Linked DNA regions of Mus musculus: regions 2 and 3 are each linked to region 1. Evidence: chromatin contacts called from public HiCAR-type and HiChIP or PLAC-seq data. All regions are on one chromosome and are shown on one strand. The core of a region is the stretch at or near the end of the contact, and the rest is flanking DNA. Distances in the headings are between cores, read along the strand shown.

What was found. HiCAR-type assays count read pairs that join an accessible place to other places. HiChIP or PLAC-seq counts read pairs in DNA pulled down with a chosen protein or histone mark.
Region 2: an H3K27ac HiChIP or PLAC-seq map of heart atrium shows a contact between it and region 1, with 8 read pairs. The contact joins two enhancer-like sites. A contact is called at or near these places in 2 of 15 datasets of contacts at CTCF or cohesin (the NIH/3T3 cell line and large pre-B cells), 5 of 484 Hi-C or Micro-C datasets (cerebral cortex, cortical neurons, embryonic stem cells and 2 more), 8 of 115 datasets of contacts at active chromatin or transcription factors (the NIH/3T3 cell line, embryonic basal ganglia, embryonic forebrain and 5 more) and 1 of 9 other capture datasets (embryonic stem cells).
Region 3: a contact with region 1 is called in a HiCAR-type map of kidney, with 2.5 times the contacts expected there. The contact joins two enhancer-like sites. A contact is called at or near these places in 1 of 15 datasets of contacts at CTCF or cohesin (large pre-B cells), 9 of 484 Hi-C or Micro-C datasets (the C3H10T1/2 cell line, adipose-derived mesenchymal stem cells, embryonic fibroblasts and 5 more), 6 of 115 datasets of contacts at active chromatin or transcription factors (the 230-238 cell line, fibro-adipogenic progenitors, forebrain and 3 more) and 1 of 9 other capture datasets (embryonic stem cells).

The regions. Positions count from the first base shown.
Region 1 is chr1:164,893,640-164,898,532 of GRCm38.p6, reverse strand. The region is part of intron 1 of Gm32652 (a long non-coding RNA gene); the gene reads left to right. Among named protein-coding and RNA genes, the nearest start is that of Gm32652, 3.6 kb to the left of the region's middle. Within about 2 kb of position 1,927, at least 41 of the 459 cell types and tissues checked have an H3K27ac peak or open chromatin away from gene starts, as enhancers often do. A contact at or near this core is called in heart atrium, kidney and muscle stem cells, where this site is marked.
Region 2 is chr1:164,402,872-164,407,764 of GRCm38.p6, reverse strand. Nme7 (NME/NM23 family member 7) reads right to left here. Exons shown (of 14, transcript NM_138314.4): 13 at 4,688-4,795. Among named protein-coding and RNA genes, the nearest start is that of Gm39690, 13 kb to the left of the region's middle. Within about 2 kb of position 2,259, at least 47 of the 459 cell types and tissues checked have an H3K27ac peak or open chromatin away from gene starts, as enhancers often do. A contact at or near this core is called in heart atrium, where this site is marked.
Region 3 is chr1:164,626,979-164,631,871 of GRCm38.p6, reverse strand. No RefSeq gene overlaps it. Among named protein-coding and RNA genes, the nearest start is that of Gm26685, 130 kb to the right of the region's middle. Within about 2 kb of position 2,876, at least 39 of the 459 cell types and tissues checked have an H3K27ac peak or open chromatin away from gene starts, as enhancers often do. A contact at or near this core is called in kidney and muscle stem cells, where this site is marked.

The DNA of each region.
Region 1 (4,893 bases), core at 678-3,177:
CACTGCCTAGCCTGCCAAATGACCTTTATCTTTTTCTGGCACTTTCTTTTAAGAAAATGGAGCTGAAGTCGCTATAGCAAATAGCTACTCATATAGCAGCTGCCAATAGTAAGTGGAAATTCTATGCTGAAACACAATTTTCAACAAGGTAAAATCATGACTCACATACAAATACAACATGACTACATGACAGAGATTTTACATAACCCATTAAATAATTAGAGAATAAGTAGGAGGCCAAATGAGTTCAAATTCAAAGCAGAATTATGAGATTGCACACACACACACACACACACACACACACACACACTACTCTATAGTGGAATAAAACACAATGTTTGAGATTGCATTTTTTTATTTTCACAAGGTAAAAATCAAATCTGTACCAGACAAAGAGACAGACAAACACCATTTGTTTTGTCATTATTTTATTTTTATTTTTTTAAAGACAGGATTTCTCTGTAGCTCTGGCTGTCTTAGAACTCATGCTGGCTTCGGACTCAGAGATGCACTGACTTGCCTCTGATTCCTGACTGCCTTAGACCCCTGAGTCATCCTAACGTATCTAACATATTCAGTCTCCATCATGAAGATACTGAGCTGTACTCATGCCAATGTATTCTCTCCATCTTGTATTTATATTCACATCTTCTGTCTCTGTCATGGATCGGCAGAAAATTGTGACTTTGCATTCTGCTTTGACCATAGTTATGACTGCTGAGAATTAGACCAATTAAGACCCTTAGGGATGGGTTTTCTCCTAGCTTTAAGAAAAACCAAGCCATAGCCAACCGAGAGTGTCACTTACAGACTCATGGGCATGATAGCATTGTGAGCAAACTTCCTTGTTTTGAGATAAGGCAGGCTAGTATCTCAGTCACCACTGGGAAGGCTGGAGGGGAGGGGTGGGAGAGGGCAGGCTGGAGGGGAGGGGTGGGGGAGGGCAGGCGGGCTCCTGGGTTCCAGCACTGGGAGGTGTGATGAGACATAAAAGAAAACACAGTGGGATAAATCAGATATGATTTATGCATGGACAGGCAAGGAGATCTCTTTTCCCTGCTTGGGTCACACAATTAAATCTAATTAATGGAAACTGGTCATAGAGGGAGTTCAGAGCCTATTTTCGGTTGTCATTATCCTAACACAGCAATCAAAATGCAGATGAGCTATCTCTGTCTCACCCCAGGAGAGAAGCAGGCTTCTTGCTAATGAAGGGAAAATTGTAAATGAATGCTTATCAGGCCTTCCCTGTCCACGGTGGCTTCTTGGGGGTGGCAGTACTGGTAGAGAGGGCTGACAGACATTTTGCGTTCTGAAAGGGAACCTTCTTCCAAGAGAGTTCTAATGCTGCCCTAATGCTGTCTTCTCATGCTGCTGGGAGAGAGGCAGGGGGCAGAGGACACTTTCTCTAGCCGTTGGCCCTAACTTGGGCAAAGATAAAGAGCTAAGTGGCTTTTTTCAGAGTGGACGGCGGGAGGGGCAAGGGGGTAGGGTGGGGGAAGGAGTTGTGTTCTTGAACCAGAAAGTGCGCTTCGGGGCATACAGTTTGGCAGCCCTAGCGATCCATTCTCATTCTGACCTTCAGCCTCAATAATTAGAGCCATCTTATCTAACTAAACAAGAAAGATCTGGGGCAGTGTGGGATGGAATTAGAAATAACTCACTAGGAGATCCAAAGTCACCCCCAATGGGGACAGCACTGAGCTGTAGCCCAGTGGAGAAGGCTAACTTGCTGGAGGCAGACAAAGGCATCCTGAGCTGCGTGCTTGTTTGTAGACAGAAAAATGGCTCCCAACAAACACTCTGACAAACAAATCATGCCTGGATGAAACTGACGCGCACCCCTTCCCAGCAGGGGTGATAAATTAACCACAGCTGGGAGTGGCTGTGGGTTTACCGCTCAGCCTCCATCCAGTCTGTCCTGGGAGTCTCCCTCACCCCTTCTTGCCAACACTGCTACTATATTTAGCTTGTCCAGCATGTGCGCTGTCTATATTTAGTGCCTAAAAGTCAGAGTTCAGTGCACAATTCACCAAGCCATCAGTCATCTTCCATTCCATTCACACATGCAGAAAAATCCTTCCAAGAGACAATCTTGCTCTCCACTACAGGGTGGAGGGTGAAGGCCGTTGGAAGCCATTCTAAGAATGAAGGATTGAACCCATATGCCAGAGGGGGTTTCCTGCTGTCTCTGGCATGCTGTGCGTGCCTGAGAGTGCCAGACCCTGAGTGGAGAGCCAGGGCATGGGTGTGGCTCCAGAGGGCAGAGGGAGGATCGAAAGCAGGAGGACGGAAGCTCGGGAGTGAACAGCAGATTCTACCGTGCTCATTTGGTCCCCACTGATATTGCAGAAAACTGGTCATTGCTCATTACACCTTCTATGGGAGGCGGTGTGTGGAGGCCCACATTTTCCTACACCTCTGGAAAAGCTCAGGAGAAAGCTTACTGAGTCTATGAAAGAGTTAATGTAATAGCACATTAGCAATAAACTGGGCCAAAGTGGAACCCGCCATTCCACTAAGCAGGAGGTGTGACTGCCACTGAGAGAAGCCATGGGGAACATAGCTGTCTTTGACTATCTAGGCCACCAGAGGCCAGGGTCTCCTTTGGGTTGGCTAAGTGGGAACATGAAAGACTGGGGGGATTTCTGAGGATAACAGACAGGATCATGGGATTTCTTCACCTTTGCTGTTCCAACCACCCAGCTCACAACAGCCTGCAACTCCAGATCTAGGGAATCTGATGCCTTCCTTTGGCCTCTTTGGGTGCCTACAACTATGTGTAGACACACATGTGCATGCACACACACACATACACACACACACACACACACACACACACACAGAGAGAGAGAGAGAGAGAGAGAGAGAGAGAGAGAGAGAGAGAGAGATTGAGTTAGATGGATGGATAGATAGACAGATAGATAGATAGAATTAAAAATAAATAAAATATTGGGCCAGGAGAGATGACTCCGTGGTTAAGTGCACCTGCTGCTCTTCCAGATGACCTCGGTTTGAACCTCAGCACCGACACAGAAGCTCACAACTGTCTATAATTCCATTTCCAGGGAATTCTATTTCCATTTATAATTCCATTTCCAGGGAATCTGACACTTTCTTCTGATCTTCTTGGGTACCAGACACATACAGTTGTATCCAGACATACATACAGTCAAAATGTTCATATATATAAAATAAAAGAAGTATTTTTTCAATGAAGAAATAGTTTTAAAGTTTACTTTAAAATATGAATATCTTCCAGTATTTAACAGGTAAATAAAAATGTGTATTGTTCATATGTTTTTGTTATATTTTATTTCTCCAGTAATACTGATTAAAAATATTCATATATCTACTTTTACATCTACAACCTACCACTCTTATTTGTATGGCTTTATAAGAATTATGGATAAAGATTCCTTTCAAAACAATATTTTTTTTAAAATGAAATCTTTTAAAAAGTAAGATGAGACAGAATTTTTAAAAAAATAAATATTCTTGATGATGAGTACTAAATACAATTCAGAAAATATATGTGAATTTTTTAAATACTTTCATAATTTCATAGTCCAGTCATTGCCTCCCTCCCAGTCTGCCATCCCATAGTTCCTCATCCCATTCCTCCTCCCCACTGTCTCCAAGAGGACGTCCCCTGCCCCTCTCCCCAACTAGGGACAGAATTATTATTCTAGAGAATTTATGACTTGTGACTCTAGTACCTAAGTACCACCCAGCAGACAGGATTTTGGAGTGCCTATAACCTGGTATTACACGATGAAGCTTCTCAAACCTTTTGAGTGGCCAGAACAAGATTATTTTGTTTCTTATCATCAAGATGGTTATTCACAAAAATGAGTATTCTTATATTAACTTACTTTTATGAGATAAATTTAAACTGTCAGGTTGCAACATTCAAACATAGACACAGATTATGTGTATATGGCACATAGCTTGGCACAGACATGAAGATCAGGACATACAATGCATCCAATGCCCTTCCCTTTTGGAGGTCGATGTGACTGCATCTTCTCACTCTAATTCTTTAGATCTCACATTTCCTGTCTAAAAAAGGACCTCACTGTTGCTCATTTTAAAATATTGACCCAACAAAAAGTGCCCTAAAGCACATATCAAACTCTGAATTCTTCCTTGAAGAATTAGGGGTTCTTCAAGGAAGGAGGGATGAACTCAGTAAAGAGGACAGCACATGCTCCTGCATTAACTGTGCTATGCAGTACAAAATAAGTGTCAGGTAAGATAGAGATGGGATAAAGCATAGCAGCATGAGATAAATCAGTCATAGGCACACCAGACAGACCCTTGCTTGTGGGTTAATCTTCCTTGGGAGTTTGAGGCTTATCCCAAAGACTGTAAGAAGCTGGCAAGGACCTAAATGAGAGCACCAGAAGCAGGGCAGTCATGGGAAGATAGAGGATTACACTAGAAACTGAACCCTGGGGGAGATATGAGTGATCCAGTGGCGAAGAACTCAGAGACCACATGGGGCTAGGGTGTGAGCAAGAGAAATAAAGGAAGAAGAACCCACAGATCTTGATGATATGACTGCTCAACTGGACATGACAGTTGTGAGAGAATAAGCAATGAAAAACTCAAAGGCAAGGCTTTGGATTCTGAGAGACTGGATGAGGCGTACCCAATTTGCCAAGACTGTCTTATTAGGATTTCGGACCTGTACTTGTAACACGTACCTGATGAAGAGCGTCTTGGGGAAACCATTCATCTGCTTATGGCTCCTTATTCTCTGTTAGATTTCCATTGGATTGTCCTCCCAGTGACATGGAAAACATGTGTGTCTTGGAGTAGAGAAGTATATACAACCTATTGATACCTCGGAAGATCGCTATGGCTAAAGTGTAGCTAATGTGATAAATG
Region 2 (4,893 bases), core at 1,010-3,509, 490 kb after region 1:
CCATTCTCATCAGCAAATGAATGAAATTCATTCAATTAAAATTAAGAAAAGTTATTTTTAAACTCTTTCTGTTATGCTGAAAGACTCAATGTGATTTTTTTTTTAAAAAAGTTTGTGATATTTTAAAAGTTTTAAAAGAAAACTATGAAATTGGATCTTTATTTGTCATTTGATCATAGCTGAATATAGAGTGTATGATACGTTTGAGCTCATTTATTCTAGACACGAGAATGAAAGACCTGATTTTCCCACATTTGGAAAGGAGTTTAGTTGTGTATTCTATTTTAATTTGTACAGTTTTTTTTAGCATGTATAAAATCCAGAATTATATTCCTGTGACTTGAGGAATCTTAAAACATTTCTATTCCTTCTTGACCGATGAAACATGATATGTGCCTTCTACATCAGTCCTGAATAAAGCTGGCAGTGCAGAGAGTCTGCAGTGACGTGGAACTCCACGGCTGCTCACTGCCATCCCACAAATGGTGGCCACCCAGGGCAGCTTTTCACCACTTCCCAGGGAAAACCAGGGCTCCTAGAGGTGAGCAGTGCCAGGCTAGGTGACACTGTCACCTGGGGAGGAGGCGGGGGTGGCTTCCTCACTTACATGGAGTTGCCCGAGCCAAGTGATCACAACAAGCAGAAAACATGGAGTGACTTTTACGACTGTTTTTTGACTATCAGTACAGGACAGAGCTCCTGTTCCTGCTGTCCATGCAGCAGACGACTAAATGTACCACAGCCATAAAAGTGAGCTTCGGGTAAAGCTCAAGTCAGTCAACTGAAAAGGTGATTCATTATTTTACCATTAGAGACTGTCAGTCACAGAATGCCATTTTAAATCATATTGATAATGATGCTGGTGGGACGTGATCTTCCCCCAGTGTCTTCACTGGTCTGTTTTGCAACCATCCATGTTTGAGAAGTCCCAAACATAAGGACATTAAATGAGGGAACAGAACAATGAGAGTTGGCAGTGTCTCTGTCTTAGGACAGGTGGCTGTCCAAGTGTGGTGTCCTGATTCACGGCAACAGTGTCAAAGCACAACCTAGAAGGGCAGGCGCTCAGGCTTGGCAGATGCAGCCAGCCAGAGACGGAGGAGGAGCACGCTGGGCTGGTTAAGACAGCCTCCAGGAGGTCCCACACTGCAGCTTACTTTAGGAAGCAGTGCTTTGGAAACAAAAGGAGCAGAGACAATGTGTGAAGACTCTTAACTTGACCTTTTAAGGTCTTTTCTAGCCCTATGGTTTGGTTATAGACTTGCCATAGTTACTAATTAATTTGTTTTTCAAGAAAAAATTGCTAGTGTCTCTACTGATTTTTATAAGTGTCTGTATATCTATATACAGAGTGATCAGTCACATTAACCGTCGTCCTTAAGCCATGCATCTTGTTCCTAGTCACAATGGGAGGAGAACTAAGTTAAAATAAGCAGGTTGTACTGAGAAACTGAAAGACTATGGACCTCCAGTTCTCTTTATGGCACTAGGCACTACAACAACTGCTCCAGGATTATAGGATCAATGTTTACAGAAACTGTATGAAGAAAGCAGGTGTTATGATTATTTTTGTTTTTGAATAAAATTCAAACTCTTACTTATGCCGAGTAAGAGAGACACCAGTAGTTTCAGTAGTACAGATGAGGCTGGCAACCCTGTCCCACTGTCTGCACGCAGGGACATGTATTATGGTGGTTGGTTCCCCACGCTCATCTTTCAGATTCAGTGTGCTCCTCATGTTGTCACTCTGACCTTCCTAAATGTCTTTTGAAAATCTTTGTTTCTGAATATCCTAATGGCCACATTCATTCAGACTACCAAACATTTTCTTGAATTACCCTTCCCCAATAGACCTCTATGCCTAAACAACTATACACACACACACACACACACACACACACACACACACACACACAGAGTTACATCTGTTCTTTCTCCACAGATAGCCCATGACCTGCTCTCTATACCATCCAGAATGCCCTAACACAGACATGACCATGCTGCCCTGCATAGAACCTTGGGTCACTAATAACTCTGGATGGTTCAGATGTCTTCACATGACTTTACAATGCCCCCAGTGACTCTTATAACTTTTCACGTGTCACCTCCCACTTCCTGGTCAAAGCGTCAGCCTTGCTAGACTATTTTTAGATCCTAAGAGAAAGCTGTTTGCTCTTGTCTTTGTACATTGTGTTCCCTCTTTGACATTATACTAGTAAGAATCACAACTCCGCTTCCTCCAAGACAGAAACTAAACAAAGGGTAAATCACGAGGGTCAGGACGTGGGCAGCCCTGTACTAGCTATGGCCTGTAAATACAGAGCTGTCCAATCAGAACAGGCACCCTACACTTATATTTACCTTCAGCTAGTTCTTGAGTCGCTAGGACAAGAATGTACTCACAGACTTGTCTGAGTTTCAGACTGGCTTTCATCAGCTGTTGATGCACACAATGTTTAAATGCTTCTTAAATCCCAGTTGGCAACCAAAAACTGATATAACTAACAACACTATAGAATATTTGGAGATGGAAAACAAAGGGAAAGTGCATATTTTTCCATTATATAGCACAATTTATATAATTACCAGTAGAGACTATGGAGTAAGATCCTTGTAACTTATTTTCTGGTATATTCTTAATACAGTGTGTGTGTGTGTGTGTGTGTGTGTATGTGGGGGGGGGGTAGAAAGGGAAAGGGAGAGGGAGCGAGGTATATATACATGTGTGTGCACTTGTGCATACCTCTGCACACCCATGGAGGCCAGAGGAGAATGTTTTGTGTCCTTCCCATAAGTCTCTCTGTTCTGTTCCTTTAACACAGGGTTTCTCACTGAACACAGAAAATACTGTGATTTTTGTTAGGATTGACACAATCCTCAACAATTCTGCTCCACCTTCCTTTCTACCCAGCACTGGTGTGACAGGAACATGTGGCCACACATGTCTTTTCACATTGAAGCTAAGAACCCCAACTCAAGTCTTACACTTACACAGGCACTCTTACCCACTGGGCCAGTCTCCCCCGCTTACCCTCCCCTCCCCTCCCCCAGTCCACAATGCAAGGTGCATTAAATGAGGAGACGGTGTGACTGATCCATTGCTCTGGAGTATAGAATTCAGATCTTCCTGAATATGCTAACTACACTACCACAGTCCATCAGCAGCTTTGGGGACAGCATTGTCTGTTCTTGCTCAGATACTAAGTGTAAGCAAATGGTGCTATAGTATTGCACATTGTACCTCTTAAGTCTCATTGGAATATTTTTATGACTCAAATTTAATAATTGCAGTAAGCTAATTTAAAACAACATTCTATATATCGAACCAATTCTGTAGCCTCTTGCTTATTAAACCCTTTAAACTATAATCTATGCCAATAAAAAGTATTAATTACTTGACGACTAGCTTTCTATGTATACAGAATGGTAAAAGGTGGACTTTTGCTGTTCTCAGTTTATTCCTGAGGCTGCCTGGGAACTCTGGGGACTAAGGGATTCTTCTGGTCTAATAACAGTGCCAGTATGGGTTCCACCTTGAAGGATGGGCCATAAATCATACTACAGAGTGATTGGTTACTGCATGGTGTTCCTGCCACTATCGCTTCAATGGGTTTTCTTGCCAGTCCAGTAGTTATTGTAGCTGCAGGGGTCAAATCTGGGTAAGACTGTTGATTACTTTTTACTGGCAGTGCACATAGCACCGCCAATCACTGTGGAAGCCAGCCAGCCAGGAGGGATGGAACGTCCATGGCAGTACTGGCTTGATTTCTCCATGGTCTTTGTAGTATCATATGGTCAGGTTCTGAAAGGCTAACTAAGAGCAATGACAAGAGCCTTTAGTTATTGATCAACATCTCTCTACTCTTATCAGAGAATCTTCTTCTTGGGGTAAATAATACATGGTGGTTAACCAGAGACTCACAATTGGTCAATGTGCAAAGAATCAGAGACAACAGGATGCTCAACTCTAAATAGGATCTCTATATTATATCCCTTCCTCTCAAGGCTAAGGGCTACTTGCAGGAGAGGGGTAGAAAGACTGTAAGACCCAGAGGCAGGGGCTGACTACACTAGAACATTCTTTTCTAGAGAGAAGACAGCAGGTACACATAAAAACAATCGTGCTAAGACTTGTACAAACTCAAGTAAAAAAAAATCTTTCCTTGAAGGGAAGTCATGAGTCCTGTTCCTAGCTAAGGAGATATTGGCAACTGATAGCTTTTGGGAAAAGAAGAGTTGGCTTTCTTTAATGGTGTGACTCCTAATAGAACAACCATGCTCCAACACAGGGCCCAACACCTAGGAGGTTTAGGGCAGCACAAACTGGACTCTATTTTTCTTCCTTAAAAAAGGTATATAGTTGGGTAGGTAGGCAGTTGAGGACTGGGTCTGGGGAGAGCTGGGATGGGGTGTGATGTGATGAAAATACACTGCAGGAAATTCTCAAACAATTAGTAACATTTATTACTTTAAGAAAGAAATTCTTTTGTCTTACCGTCTGGAGTACCTGGGACCATAGGGACACGCTTGATTATATTTGATTACTGAGTATATTAGTATGAAGTTATTGCATGGTCAAAAGCCACCCATAATCCCAGACTATCAAATGGTTTGAGATGTACAAGAACTATGGAGCCTGCTGATGAGCCTGATATACAGGCAGGACTCGCTGCCTGCTTCTGCTTACCTCCAGGAGCCCATCCTCCGGCAGATCCGTGCAATGAACAGCATTTTGAACCTTAGTTTTACCAAAAATTGCCCTGAGGGTCTCAGGTCGTAAATGCCGGGCGATTTCCTATGAAATACACATATATAGTTTAGATTAGTCATATGCATTAATAAGAAAAAAACATTAGCTACATAAAACATTATTTTATAAAATCCAAGTTATAT
Region 3 (4,893 bases), core at 1,627-4,126, 270 kb after region 1:
GCAGGGCAGCATAATCAACGATGAGTAACTTCATACTGAAGACTCATGTTTCAGATCTGCCTCTGAAGCACCCAGAATGAAAGCAGTTCACAGTCCCAAGCAGGGTCTCCAGTTACTGGGAATGAGAAAAACTCAAGAAAGAGAAAGGAGATATTGGAGGGTGGAGAGGTGAACAACCGGAAACCATTGGATTCCACAGTTCCTCCTCCTCCTCCTCCTCCTCCTCCTCCTCCTCCTCCTCCTCCTCCTCCTCCTCCTCCTCCTTCTCCTCCTCCTCCTCCTCTGGATCCCCCTGTTCCTACTTCTTCAGAATCACAATCTCCTATCTCATCAATTTGTCAAAGAAGTAGCTACAACAAAGGCACCAAATTTTCATGCAATTAGTTGGGATTTTTTTTATAGCTGTCTATTATGAAATATTTCCCAGTGACCAAAAAAAAAAGTCTAAAAAAATTATCTTCTCTTCCTGTAGCATAACAACATATAGATGGGAGAATATGACAATTCAATGTCTAACCCAAAACTAAGCACAATGCTGAGGCTCTATACCTCAGTGCTTCACAGGTATAGTCATGTACACATTTCCATGGCCCCACTGTTCGCTGGATATCAACCACATTAGGATGAAACTACTGAGCTAGAACAAAGCAAAACCTTCCCCAAGACTCCAAACAAGTAGATGACGGAGCCAAGTTTTAAATCCTGACACTCTCCCATGAGAAGCTTACCTCTCTAACACCATGTTATAAAGCTGCTCAGAAGAAAACCATCCCTGAGTCTCTACATATAAGACAGACTACATTTTACCAAAACTTTTTGAGGATAAATTATTCAAATGGATTATTGTATCTTCAAGAATAATTGACTGAAACCCACCCTAGTGTGGATGAAATGCCCAACACAGATGTAACATGTTTCTATGTGAATGGCTTGAATACTATGCATCAATGCCCCATCCCTGAATATCACAACTACTGGGTTATGGGTCTTGAACAACAGAAAAGGTCTTGTTACCCATGTTTGTTTCTGAATCAGCAAACTCCTCACCCAGCTCTGCATATTCCAGTCACCCTGTGGATCCGTGTACTTGGTGTAGTATGTCACAGCAACTGAGGATTTATCTGTTTCCATTTTTTCCTGCAAGATGGTAAATATCAACCAGTGCATAATGCCCATGGAATTATGTGACACTTCATGAAGGAAGATTCTAGAACAAATTCTATTACACAGCTCTGTTTCCAGAGGCCTCAACATGTCACATTGCCTTGCAAAGCTGGCAATGCAGAAACAAAGGCTTCCAGTGTCGTTCCCATTTCTAAGAAGACTGAATTAATGTTGCCAGGGAAACGAAATCTCAGCTTCCTATTAAATTTACTTTCGGCTTACCTGTTGTGCTTCTCAAAGCTAGGCTGAAACATAATAAAGAAGGGGATCTGGAGTTCTTTTATTAAAAGCTCTCAGAGCACATATTTCCCAGGTAAAGATAATCCAAAGAGAATAGATTTTGGTTAACTCTCATCTTAAAAGTGATCCGGCTTCACCCAGACTTAGTGTGTAGTGTGGAGATGGAGGGATTGCCATTGAACGATGCTCTATGGTGTACTTCTCAATGTAACAGTAGAAGTGCTGGACTCTGAAAGTTCTCGTCTCTATTTCCAGTGGCCACAGTTGAACTCAGGATTCTGTTAGTACTTGTAAGCCACATCCATGAGCCAGCGACAGAGGGAAGAAGGACAAAGACACGGAGGGAGTCAGAGTAGTATGGGGTGAGCAGAGACCATGGGGCAAAGGAAGAAAGTGAAGGCTGGAAACAGCCTGGCAGTGGTTAAAGATGAAGCACCAGAGGGACTGATACTGTAAAATGTAGAAGGCACATCATGTGGGGATGATCTGGAGAAAGGCCGTGGGTACCACTCGAATGAGGATGCATCTGTGCAAGTGTGGGCTTTCTCCTCTCTTAGCCAGAGCGTTATGTTATCGTCAGTCAGAACTGCGAGGCTTGCTCAGCATGATTATGTTAATATCTGCTCACTCCCAAATGGTTTGCCAAATCTTCATCTTAAGCCATCACCAGTCCCTAAGGACCAGGAAGGGGTCCATGCTGTCCAAATCTCAACCAAAGCATTACTTCCCAGGTACATCTACCCCCAACTCTTAAGACTAGATTTAATCCATGTTAAAACTCTCAAGTTTTGTTTGTATTTTCTTCAAATTGCTTACCATTAGAACCTCCATATTTTTATTATTCTGTCTGTCTTTCCTTTTTTAGGTTGCAAGAGTCTTAACATATAAAAAAGCATGTTTGTTTCTGCTCGACACTATGCTTGAAGTTTCTTCACGGAGCCTGGCATAGAGTCCATGCTCAGCTAATTCAAGGATATATACCCAAAAGTAATAAAAATCATCCCAAAAGAGAAAAAACCATCAAGCCAGACTGGCCACTGAGAACCCACAGAAATAGAAGTCTACCTCTGGCTAAGTGTCTCTCCTAGCAGGTACCCATTTCCTCTCAGTGTTGCTCAAGGAGTGAACAAATAAAATATGCATTCCTGATGACTTTGTATAGCCTTAGCTTCCACATACAATGTCGTCTCCATGCTTCACTTTTCTCTTATAACCACAGTAAGCTTTCAAAATGATATTCTGAGTAACTTCTTGGTGGGGGTTGGTGTGTTGACTTCAGCCAAGGATCACTTGTCTTTCCTGAGACCGGAAAGATTTGGACCTCGTGAGTCAACAGCCTGTTGGATCGACACAGAAACCTCAACAATGCTTGGCATCCTCCCTGAAGGTTACAACTTCTGGCCTTGCCAACTTGGGGAACTGGAGTGCTGTTTCCTGGTCCCCACGAAGTTTCTGAAAATGACCTCCTGCTGAAAGCAAGCATCCAGAGTCACGCGGAGAAGTGAGGTGCGTCAGTACTTCTCCAACTCCATGCACATGGGAATTCAATCCAGCTGCGGCAAGAAGCAGCCAACCATGCATTTAGAACATCTAAATAACTAGGCTGGATCTCAGTATTAACCCAAAAATGGTTGTTCTTTTCCTTGGTCCCATTTGTGGTATTAAAGCAATGAGGGAAATGAATCAAGAAAAAAAGGGGGGGCAGACAGAATGCCCTAGAGTACATCTGTAAGACCACATTGATGACTTGGCTTTTCATCAACATCCAAAAGGATATCAGGAAGCACGAGGGAGCAGGAAGCCACCAGTGATATCAGAAGGATGGGTTTCCTGAGGCAGAAGCACAAGGAATGTTGGGAGTGAGAGGTACCTTCCTTGATCTCTGGCTTCCCCAGAGCTAAATGACCTTGAAGAAATCATTTTACCACTCTAGGACTCTGCTGCCTTAGAACTGACAGCAATAACATACCGGCCTTCCAGAATTATTTAAAGTGAGAACTACATCCTGCTTCTGCCCAGGGGGAGTTCATTCATTCATTCATTCATTCATTCCAGACATTTTTCTACAAATTGTCCTCCTTCCCTCTCCACTTTTCTTTATCTCTGTTACAAAAAAAAAAAAAAAAAAAAAAGAACCAATTATATATCACTTATTTGTGCCACTGGTTCTCATAGACTTTGTTTAACAAGTCATGTCTTTATTTTGGCTTTAATGAATCTGTGACTGTGATGGTTTGAATTAGAGTAATTGCTCTTTGCAATCTGTGAAAATAAAGAGAGAGCAAGAGAGAGAGATAGAGAGGGGGAGAGAGAGAGTCGACAGAGACAGAGGAGTCAGAGAGACAGAGACAGAGTCAGAAACAGAGAGAGGTTAAATGAGAACAAACAAATACCAGAAGCAGATATAAAAAAAAACATATTTGATTATATGCATTTGTCAGAGGTCCTGCTCTGATAGAGGCAGATATGGGTAGTGGTCAATGATAAAGACTACAGGAAAGGCTCCTAGAAGTCTGCTTTCCTCTGTGTCTCTCCTCTTGTCTGTGCAAACTTCCTTTTTTTATATTTATTTATTTTTATTACATATTTTCCTCAATTACATTTCCAATGCTATCCCAAAAGTTCCCCATTACCCCCCCCCCACCCACTCATTCCCTTTTTTTTTTTTTTTTTTTTTGGCCCTGGCGTTCCCCTGTACTGGGGCATATACAGTTTGCATGTCCAATGGGCCTCTCTTTCCAGTGATGGCCGACTAGGCCATCTTTTGATACATATGCAGCTAGAGTCAAGAGCTCCGGGGTACTGGTTAGTTCATAATGTTGTTCCACCTATAGGGTTGCAGATCCCTTTAGCTCCTTGGGTACTTTCTCTAGCTCCTCCATTGGGAGCCCTGTGATCCATCCATTAGCTGACTGTGAGCATCCACTTCTGTGTTTGCTAGGCCCCGGCATAGTCTCACAAGAGACAGCTACATCTGGGTCCTTTCGATAAAATCTTGCTAGTGTATGCAATGGTATCAGCGTTTGGAAGCTGATTATGGGGTGGATCCCTGGATATGGCAGTCTCTAGATGGTCCATCCTTTCGTCTCAGCTCCAAACTTTGTCTCTCTAACTCCTTCCATGGGTGTTTTGTTTCCATTTCTAAGGAGGGGCATAGTGTCCACACTTCAGTCTTCATTCTTCTTGAGTTTCATGTGTTTAGCAATATATATCTTGGGTATCCTAGGTTTTGGGCTAATATCTACTTATCAGTGAGTACATATTGTGTGAGTTCCTTTGTGAATGTGTTACCTCACTCAGGATGATGCACTCCAGGTCCATCGATTTGGCTAGGAATTTCATAAATTCATTCTTTTTAATAGCTGAGTAGTACTCCATTGTGTAGATGTACCACATTTTCTGTACCTATTCCTCTGTTGAGGGGCATCTACTCCCTCTCCAGCTCCCAAATCCATTATCCCTGCCTTCCTCCACAGTATCATGAACTCC